Linked DNA regions of Mus musculus: region 2 is linked to region 1. A link is a contact called in public HiChIP or PLAC-seq data. All regions are on one chromosome and are shown on one strand. Each heading gives the region's core, a stretch centred on a gene start, on an enhancer-like site or on the middle of the called end of the contact. The rest is flanking DNA. Distances are from core to core; before and after follow the strand shown. Region 1 holds the start of Uckl1 (uridine-cytidine kinase 1-like 1). Region 2 overlaps Kcnq2 (potassium voltage-gated channel, subfamily Q, member 2).

Evidence for each region. HiChIP or PLAC-seq counts read pairs in DNA pulled down with a chosen protein or histone mark.
Region 2: a contact with region 1 is called in an H3K4me3 HiChIP or PLAC-seq map of fetal liver, with 2.4 times the contacts expected there. The contact joins the enhancer-like site here to the promoter of Uckl1 in region 1. A contact is called at or near these places in 3 of 115 datasets of contacts at active chromatin or transcription factors (embryonic stem cells, fetal liver and microglia) and 2 of 9 other capture datasets (adipose tissue and liver).

What each region holds. Positions count from the first base shown.
Region 1 is chr2:181,579,562-181,584,498 of GRCm38.p6, reverse strand. Uckl1 (uridine-cytidine kinase 1-like 1) reads left to right here and starts at 2,526. Exons shown (of 15, transcript NM_026765.3): 1 at 2,526-2,643. The coding sequence starts at 2,531. Zfp512b (zinc finger protein 512B) reads left to right here. Exons shown (of 17, transcript NM_001164597.1): 17 at 1-2,396. Uckl1os (uridine-cytidine kinase 1-like 1, opposite strand) reads right to left here. Exons shown (of 3, transcript NR_027289.1): 2 at 3,871-4,056.
Region 2 is chr2:181,078,604-181,083,540 of GRCm38.p6, reverse strand. Kcnq2 (potassium voltage-gated channel, subfamily Q, member 2) reads left to right here. Exons shown (of 17, transcript NM_010611.3): 16 at 1,085-1,208; 17 at 1,766-4,937. The coding sequence ends at 2,488. Among named protein-coding and RNA genes, the nearest start is that of Chrna4, 42 kb to the right of the region's middle. Within about 2 kb of position 2,485, at least 17 of the 459 cell types and tissues checked have an H3K27ac peak or open chromatin away from gene starts, as enhancers often do. A contact at or near this core is called in fetal liver, where this site is marked.

The sequences.
Region 1 (4,937 bases), core at 1,277-3,776:
CCTCTGGCCCAGTAGGATCCCCAATCTGACTCTTTCAAGGCTCAGACATTCCTGGTGACCCATAGTTGTGGACTGATGAGGCACCTGAGCAGTCTGGCTGCCATAACTTGGGCCTCGCCTCCACCCAACACTGGAACTCCAGTACTCCCAGCTACCTCCCAGGACAGACCCTGTCTACTGCCATGCTGCCCTGACAGCCACCCACTCATCTGTCCTTTTGCATCCACCTCTGACCCCCTTGCTTCTGTTCTCTACCTCTCTGGGCCTGCTTCCTCCTCTGTCATCCCTGTGTGCTTCAGGCCTCTCCTAACTTGACTGGCGTGATCATGGTGGAGTATGTAACCTTCCAGGCAAGGAAAGAGCTCTGTGTGTTCTACCTTCAGGGAGGCCCAGACTAGGATGTTTCACATCCAGCCTTTAGCTTCTAATTTTGTGGTTATCGCCCTTTGGGGTGCCTCCCTGGGGCCACAGCCATGTGAAGCAGAGGCTGGCCAGAAGGAGCCTAGCTCAGGAGTAGTACTTAGGAGAGACTGCAAATGTCTGCTATGCTAGGTGGGCCTATAAGCCAAGTTCTGTGGAAGGCCTCTTTTTCCCTTTTATTTTATCTGCCCTTGGGATCTAGTGGCAGTCAGTCATTTGATATAGAAATGGAAGGATAGTGAAAGATGGGGTCTCAGCCAGTGTAGCAACTCTAGGCTGGGCCTCACCCCTTTCTTTAAGGGGCCCTGAGGCTAACAGGGTCTGCAGGTTGGACAAGGCCAGGAAGAGACATCTGGCCTCCTTCCTGGTTCTACCTTCTAACCCTATCCCCATCTCCCAACCCTGCTGTGAGCCACACCAGGAGAAGGCTGGAGGGGGTTGGAACGAGCTTTTTATAGTGTTGGTAGGGGTGGACTGAGGTCTCTGCTTCTGATCCTGGATGATGTGAATTTTGATATTTGCCTCTGTGTGTCTCCTGGATGTTGTTGATGCCAGTCTTGTTGCTGTGACAAGTAGCAACCTTTTTTTTTTCTTTTTTTTTTTTTTAATTCTGGGTTTTTTTTATACAAAACTCAACAATCTTAATGTCATGGTGCTAAGGGTTTCCTGGTGCCGAAGGTATTGCTGTGGTACTGACTAGCACCTGCCCCCAGCCTCAGCAGGGAGCGTTTCCAAGAAGGCCAGCTCCAGGGAGATTTGGGGTGAGGTCCTTGTACACATGTATTTAGAAAGGCTCTGACTCTGGGCAAGGTAACCATGGCCTGGTGTGTTGTAGGTGTTGAATGGACTCTCCAATTCCTACACACTTTGATGTGGTCAGAGGTGGCTACAGAGGTGGGTATGATCCAGTGTCAAAGGGTAGGCTGGGGCTTTGGAGTGGTTGTGTGCAACTGTGGAAGGGAAGGGGGCCAAAGTGCACTTTTCACAACACCTCTGTGGGGTGTGACCATCCACCCTAGCCTCTCAGGTACTTGGCACTTGTAGGGAGAAGTAGGACCTGGGTTTGCTGGGGGCTGAGTTTTCCAGGACGAACCAGAAAGCCCATATACAGCCTTGCTATGGGACTGTTCTGGGTAACTTGATGTTAGCACTTTAACTCAGTCTTTGAGGTCAGTTTTGGGGCAGCTGTCAAAAGCTGCAGTTGGATAGGTACCAGCCTGTGGTGACTGGTAAGTAGTGGCAAACTAGACTGTAAAGCTCTTCCATGGTGGCAGGGCTCATCGGTCTGCCCACCTCCCTACTATGGCCCAAAGGTAACCACCAGCCTACACAGATCCTCAGTAAGAGGGACCATCATGGCAGAGCTACAGAAGGTGGGTGGGCATAGACTTAGAGGGCCAAACCAACCCTGGGTCCTTGGCAAAATGCAAAAGTCAGGGTCTCTACAGATCTACCTCTGGCTCAGCGCTTGCCCTGCCCTAAAAAAACAGAAGTGCCAAGGGCAGACATTTCATGCAGAACCAGGGTGCACTTTATGTTCCTGCACAGGCAGATGATGGTGCCTCCTGGAGGCTTTGGGATCTTCCTGTCCCTATGGTGGTTCTGAAGGGAGAGCTGTTCCCCTGTTGGGTGAAACCCAGGTCCCTTGCCCTGGAGACCTGGTTTCCCAGGTCACCCCACATACCTGACTGCAGCGCCTCCTAAACTTTGGGTTCCTTGGTTTGGTTATAATGCAGTTCTCATTACACAAGTGCATTTCTGGCTATCACTTGTAACCATAGATATACATGCATATATATTCTATCTACAAAGTGTTTTATTTGCAAGATGTTTTGAGGTGAGCTTTGGTCCTGCCCGCCTTGTGGTCATCTGTCCTCATCCTCATCCCCTGGCCCGGAGTGGTGCGGTGGTGGGCCATCAACTATGTATTAAAGTCACTGTATCAAATAAATGTTTATTGATTTTTTTTTTCCAGGGATTTTGTGTGGCTGAGTTTGTGTTGAGGCAAAGGTCATTCTCGGGGCTTGCCGCACGGCCTTGTGGGGATTGTAGTCCGCAGCGTGCCTGCCTCCCGGTGCGCCTCCCCGGCCTCCGCCAGGTTCGGGACGCCATGGCTGCGCCGCCGGCCTCAATGAGCGCCGCCCCTTCGCCCCTGCAGTCTGCTGTGGCCCCAGACGTGCCTGGCCGCCAGGCCGAGCAGAATGAAACGGCGTGCGAGGACCGGTAGGCGCGGGCCTGAATAAGGCAGGGGCCGCGCTTGTCTCTTGGGAGGGGTCGGAGCACGGCTTGCATCTCTTCCTAGAGCCGGGACGGCTCCCGGCATCTCCATAGATGGGCAGCTTGATCTCTACAGCCTTGTGGATCCTGGACAGGTTTCGGCGGCTCTCCAGCGCCCTGGGGCCTCCTGGGCTATGTGTCAGCCACCCCCTGCCAGGGAGAGGGAGGTGGCAGACGACCTGGAGGGCCCCAGCGGACGGAAGGCGGAACTGGCCCAAGCTCCAGCTTTTGGAGGCACTGAGAATGGAAACCTGTTTGACATCTTTAGCGTGGGTCTCTGTTCCTAGTGGGTGCGCACTTGGCTCTGGGCCCCCAGCTGGGCGGTAGGCGTGTTCGACCTTCTGAGTTCGTCGAAATTGAGCGCAAAGTTGCACCTGGCGGCCAGTGGTGCTTGTGAATGTAAGATGGGGTGGTGATTGCCACCTGTCCGAGAGTTTGGGGGCCTTTGAGACTTTCGAGGCTTTCAGGAGAATGGAAGGGGAGATAAGGGTCCTTGTAGGAAGTAGGAGACTTAAGGGTCCTTGTCTTCACTCGGCCTGATCATCACTTGTAGCAACTCTAGGTCGTGGCCGCCAGGGGGCAGTGACCATGCTTGGAAACTGCTCGTGACACCTCTTCCGGTCTGTATGAGTCAGTTGAAGGCCAAATGTCTTCCGGCTTTGCATGCCACAGTGCACCGCCTGAGAAGCTGTAACCCCGGACGCCTTTAGAAAGTGAGGTGCTGGCAGTGGATGAGGTGAATCCCAGCTAGTTCACACACTCCAGGCATTCTGACCAGGAGTCAGACTTTGTGAGGCCGTGGCCAAATTCCTCCTCCGAAGGTTCCTGGGGATACACCTTGAGAAGATACAAACTGCCCTGGTGCCTCAGGCACTGGCAGCAGTAGGGGAGGGAGTCGCTGGTAGACTAAAGCCCAGCTTGAGGTTTCTCCTATTGCCTTTCCCAGCACCTGGCTCCCTATCTGCCTGCCCCTGAGGCCTTTTCCTTGGAGTTGTCTGACCTTAGCCAGCACCGCCATTGGCTTTCATGTCGATATGCAAAGTGGAGATGGATTTGGGATTAGAGAGTGGAGAGAAGTTAATAGGTACTCACCCAGAGCCTTGGGGGGGGGGGGGGGAGGCAGGTTGGCAAGTGAGGCCATGAAAGCCTTTAATCCCCCAGTCCTATGTCTACCTTGTAAAAATGGCTTTGATGACTCTGAACCGCCTTCTGCCTCTTGCAGGAATTCCACAGTAGCACCGGGATGGGTTGCTTGACTAGATTTAACCATAGCAGAGGGATCTTGAGACCTTTCTTTGGTGGTCCAAGTGATGAGCCTTCCTCTCTTCAGTCTCTGCTGTAGGCCTTTCATTCTGGTTTCTAAGATATGGGGGATGCAAATTACAGGGCAGCTCTAACTTCCATGGAGTTTCCTTATCCATGAGGCACCGGCTTAGGTCCTCAGTAGCCTCTCTCTGTTTCTCTGTATAAGGATACATACAGGTCTGCAGCAACTCCCTGGTGAGTGGCTTTGAGCCATAGATGACAGCGCTGTTACCTAAGGGATAGCCAGGGGAAAATGAAAACTGAGCAGCAGCTTCCAGCACCACCTACCTCAGACAGCCCTGAGGCCTAAAATGGAGCCCTGAAAGAAGAAAACCTCAAAGATGGAAGTTAAGGAGTGTAGTAGCCAGGTAGCCTGGTGTATCTTAGGTAAAGATGAAGTTCTGGGGTCAGGGTGTGGTATTTTGGAGCCAAGTCTAGTGAATCAATAGGTGGGACAGGTCTATTCTGTAAGCAGTAACAAATCTGGAATTAAGTAAAGCCTTCCCTTTCTAAGACCAGCACGATGTTAGCTTCCCACAGACCTGTGGCCTTTTTGCTACCCACTGATCCTGACCTGCTGGGGTACCCAAGGAACATGTCAGGATCCTCTGTTGTGCTTAGCCAGCCAAACTTAGAGAACTGATTCCCTAGGACTCCTTAACTCTGCACCCCTGCCCAGAACAATATTAGCCTCCCAGAGCAATCCTAGGGCATATCCAGCCAACCATATCTAAGGGTAGAGTCAGAGGGACAGACAAACTATAAACACATACATGCACATGCAAACAGAGATTGGCTCTTCCTGCTCCTGGTGTCTGGGGATGTAGACATACCCACAAGTTACCTAGGTAGTGAGAAGAGCTGCCTCCGAGGCGGCTCCCAGAGTGGCTCCTTTTCAGATGCATGAAGTCCACTTGGAAGCTTCCTTCTCTGAG
Region 2 (4,937 bases), core at 1,236-3,735, 500 kb after region 1:
CTGGAGTGTGTTTTGTGTGTGAGCCACACAGTTCAGCTCTAGGGCCCTCGCTCAGGCATACTCTGGGTGTGTAGGGCCTATGAACTCTACACAGGTTCTTTATTTTTAAGCCGCCTGCAGATCCCAGCCCACGATCACTCTCGTGACACTCACCAGCCCTGCCACAGCCTTACATGCCTGCATAACAGGTCATGGATCTGCCGGTGCCACACTGGGCAGATAGGAACCCAATCCTTCCCGTCTTGGTATTATAGCATCTTTACTGATCTTCTCAGTTGAGTTTCTCATCTTGCACAATACTTACAAGTGCACACACTCTCTCACATGGGTGTGAGCGTGCCCCCATATGTGGGCACACATGCATTACACTGGCGTGCATCAGCACACTCGTGTGCATGTACCACACACACACCTCGACCCCACAAAGACCTGTTGGCAGCACTCATCTCTCCCCTGGTTGTACCTTGGCAGTTTCCTATGTGGCCTTTGTCTCCTTCTCCCTTGTCCTGATGCATGGAGCTGACACTCTCACTGCTTCTGTTGTCCTTGCTGCACACATTTAACACTATCCCTGTCATACCCGTTGGGGTCCAAGGAACTCCGTGGCACATTAATGTTGGAGTAAAGCTGTCTGGGAGTGGGTACTTGGGTAAAGACACAACCTCTCCTACTCTGATCCCTTGGCGGATACCCACCAACCACCTCTGATCCCCTGGATCTCAGATTGCTGTGACACCAGTCAGGGCCTGGGAAGAGCTATGAGGCAGGACTGATGAGGGTAGAGCCGTGCTAGGGAAGAGTGGGGAGTAGGCCCTGGGGAGACTTTTCCCTTTACTCCTTGTTAATGTGCCAGATCCCACGGGAATGGAACAGATAGGAAATAGGACCCAAGGTGTCAGGAGGCGGCCTGAGATCATGAGGCACCAGTGTCCATCTGCCTGGCACCTACTGCCCCCCGGTCGGCTCTGGATGGGGCTTGGAGCCCAGATCTGGGGGGCTGTGGGTTAGCCCAGGAAGAAGGGGCAAGGGCCTAGTCACACCCTCTCAAACTCATATTTGGGGGCTGGGTCTCTATTCCCGCTAGAGTGGACCAGATTGTGGGGCGGGGCCCAACAATAACGGATAAGGACCGCACCAAAGGCCCAGCGGAAACGGAGCTGCCCGAAGACCCCAGCATGATGGGACGGCTTGGGAAGGTGGAGAAACAGGTGGGAGAGGCTTGGGAGGGGAATGGCCTCTGCTGTCTCCCAGTCTTATTTTGTTAGTCTATGGTAGCTGAGCAACCCAGGCATAAGGGTAGATGCAGCAGGAGATGCAGAGCTGTGTGGGATGCCCCTTGATCCCCTGTGAAATCCTGTGATCTTCCACTCTTCCTCTTCTCATAGACAGTATCTGGAGATTGGAAATTCCTAAGAGGGGTAACTGTTGGTCATGATATGCACTGGAGAGTCCTTCAGCAGGGGCAGCCACTGAAGAACTTGCCAGAAGTTGTACATGGCCTATTTCTTCACCCCCTTTTCCTTTCCCAATATCCACCCCCCACTCTCCTGGAAATGGATCCTTAGGAGCCACCACAGGAGACCCTTCTGTGAGCTGGCCTGAGCTCAGGCACATGCTGACCAGTAAGCTCAGTGTTTGAGCTGTTGGAGTCTGGGGTAGAGAAAGGGTGGCTCTGGGGTCCCTTCCTCTGCCCCCTTTCACCTGGGTACACCCTGGGTCTTTTCCTCAAAAGCCCAGCCCAGCCCAGCAGCTGCCATTCTTACAGGTCTTGTCCATGGAAAAGAAGCTCGACTTCTTGGTGAGCATCTATACACAGAGAATGGGCATCCCACCAGCAGAGACAGAGGCCTATTTTGGGGCCAAGGAGCCTGAGCCGGCACCACCCTACCACAGCCCAGAGGACAGCCGTGACCATGCAGACAAGCATGGCTGTATCATTAAGATCGTCCGCTCCACCAGCTCTACGGGCCAGAGGAACTACGCAGCACCCCCAGCCATCCCCCCTGCCCAGTGTCCTCCCTCCACCTCGTGGCAGCAGAGCCACCAGCGCCATGGCACCTCCCCTGTGGGAGACCATGGCTCACTGGTACGCATCCCACCACCCCCTGCACACGAGCGGTCGCTGTCTGCCTACGGTGGGGGCAACAGAGCCAGTACCGAGTTCTTGAGGCTGGAGGGCACCCCAGCCTGCAGGCCCTCTGAGGCTGCCCTGCGGGATAGCGACACGTCCATCTCCATCCCTTCGGTGGACCATGAGGAGCTGGAGCGCTCCTTCAGCGGCTTCAGTATCTCCCAGTCCAAGGAGAACCTGGATGCCCTGGGCAGCTGTTATGCAGCTGTGGCACCATGCGCCAAGGTCAGGCCCTACATTGCAGAGGGAGAGTCTGACACAGACTCAGACCTCTGCACACCATGTGGGCCTCCCCCACGCTCTGCCACTGGTGAGGGCCCCTTTGGAGATGTGGCTTGGGCAGGGCCCAGGAAATGAGTCTGGGCTGGGCTGCTGGCCCCATGCCACACCCACTCTTGTTCGGTTTTAGAACTGGAGTTCCAGGGCCTTTCTTAAAGTGACAGAGTGACATAGAGTAGTGTGGGTTGTGAGGATGCTCATGGGATCTGGCTCTCAGGGTTCATGTGGAGTGGGGATGAGGCAGGGCTCCTTAGCACACACAGTAACATTTTATAGAAGTTCTTTTCCAACCAGGAGAGGGAGGTTGAGGCCGGGCCCTGGGGGCCTTGGGAGCTACCTATGGCAGCAAAGCTAGCCCTACCTAGTCTTCTTGGGTGACATATTGCCCTGTGAGTGAGGAAGGACAGCATGATGGTTAGCACCTGTGAGTTGGGGTGTGGCTGGGAGCAAGTACACGGGACGTAGTGGCGAAACAGGCATGTCTCCTGCTGATGGCCAGTCCTGGAGCTTGTGGGTCTCTCAATTTAGGCTGGAAGTTCAGAGGTATAGTAGGTTGCTGGAAATGGCCCACTCTCACACCTGACTGCTTATCCCTCTATCCCTGACTGCCCCAGTAAAGCATTACCAGGCTCACTGTTTGCGTGTGGTTGGGTAATGCCCCTCATCTGTGAGTACCTAGCTAGAGAGCTGCCAACATCTTCCTCCCTCTTCCAGGTTATGTGGATCTTTCCATGGGAGCCATCCTTAGGTCAGAACCCCTTTCCTGGAGCTGAGGAAGGGGTGAGGCCTTAGGGACCAATCTGGAGCTTAGAATTGACCCTTAGACTCTCCTGACTTCCACCTCTTAGGGGAAGACTCAACTCACAGCCTTTTCTGAAAAGGTTTCTTCAGCAGGTTCTGGCTGGCTCATCCCTGGCACTGTAGCCCAGAAGGTATGAGTTGACACTTCATGGCCTCTGCTTTTTCCTGGTGTGGCACTGGCCTCCAGGCTGTGGCCAGCACTTCAAGAGAACCACCAGATAAGCAGGCCAGCATTGTCCTTAGCCAGGACACCTCCTTGCCTGCTGCCCACTTGGCTCTACAGATTCAGGCAGGGCTAAATGATGTCTTCAAACTGCCAGCTCTTTCTACACGAGAGCGTGGCCTTTGAGCCTGGTCAAGGATCCTTCCCACAGAAGCTGGCCATCCAGTCATTTATCCACTAATAGGTCCCTGGTCTGTGGCCCCTGTGTTTGAGGAATTAGGACACCTTGTCCTCTACTCCGGTGAGGAGTAATCTCTGTCCATCATGTGAGTGGGCATCTTGGACCATCTAGCATTCAGCTTTAGAGAGAGACAAGGTAGAATAGAGCCCTCAGTTGTGGCCCCATAATATCTGGCCCAGAGGTGCCCGGCATTGAATGATAACATTTTGGGGTGGGGCCCCCAGACTTACTTGCTCTCAGCTTTCCTGGTCACTGAGGGCAAGTGGTATAGAGCTTGTGCCTGGGCAGAGCTCTATCTATTTCTTTCACCCTTTTGAAAAGTGTATTCTGGCAAGGGTAAAGGCAGTGGGAGGAGGGCTATGCTCAGCAGGAGGTACCCCATCCCTGAGGAGAGCTGGAGTCATGTCTCTGCCAGGGACCTGGGTATTTGGAGAGCTATGTCTGTTGTCTGCTGTAACCTTCATGTCCTCCCTGTTAGGGCTACTAGGATCTCACCTCAGGGTGCCTCTGCTAGAATCCAAGTGTGGAGCCTGTCTGTTTGTTCCAATATGTACACATTGGTTCTCTAAGGCAGTGCTATAGTCAAGAACTTCTTGGTATGAGAGATGTATACAGGAAGAATAGCTATACACTCAAGAGTCTTCTCTTGGTGAGTTGAGCCTGGGTCTGCGCTCCTCCATCTCTGTGTCAGGACAGGAAGAGTCTAGAGCAGAGGGACAAACACATCTGCCTGGACAAACCAACAGCCAGAGCACTCCTTCCTTAGACCTGGGCAGACCGTAGCTATCTCAGCCTCAGGGGATGTGGGAAAGAGGTTTTATCTCCCCTACATGCTCCATACAGCATGTCTTGCCTCATACATAGCTCCAAGTCCTGTCCCCAGAGCTGCCACAGATACCAGAGCCTGGTGTGCCCTGAGCTGGGGTTTTGTGGGATGAAGTAGGTGAACAGACACCCCCTTCCCAGAAACCCTGGACACATAGAATTTATCAGAAGTCCTTCCTTACAGCAAGAATGAGATGAGGAGGCATGACTTCTCTGCAAATGAGGAACACTGGTCAAGTCTGCCATGTTGGCTACACAGAGGAAGGGAGTCTATCTCAAGGGGTGACATAGAAGCTCTGATGTGAGAGATGATGGAGCCCTTTCTTAGGGACAGATCCATGCTTAAACAACACAAATGTCCACTGCCTTGGCATCCCCACCGGCAAAGAAGCAAGACAGGATGGAGGCTGAAGGCTCCTACAAGAAATCTGTGCACTTTCTTGGGTGCACATGTGACCAAGTATGGCTGAAGGCCAATGGCTGCCCCATGGCAAAAT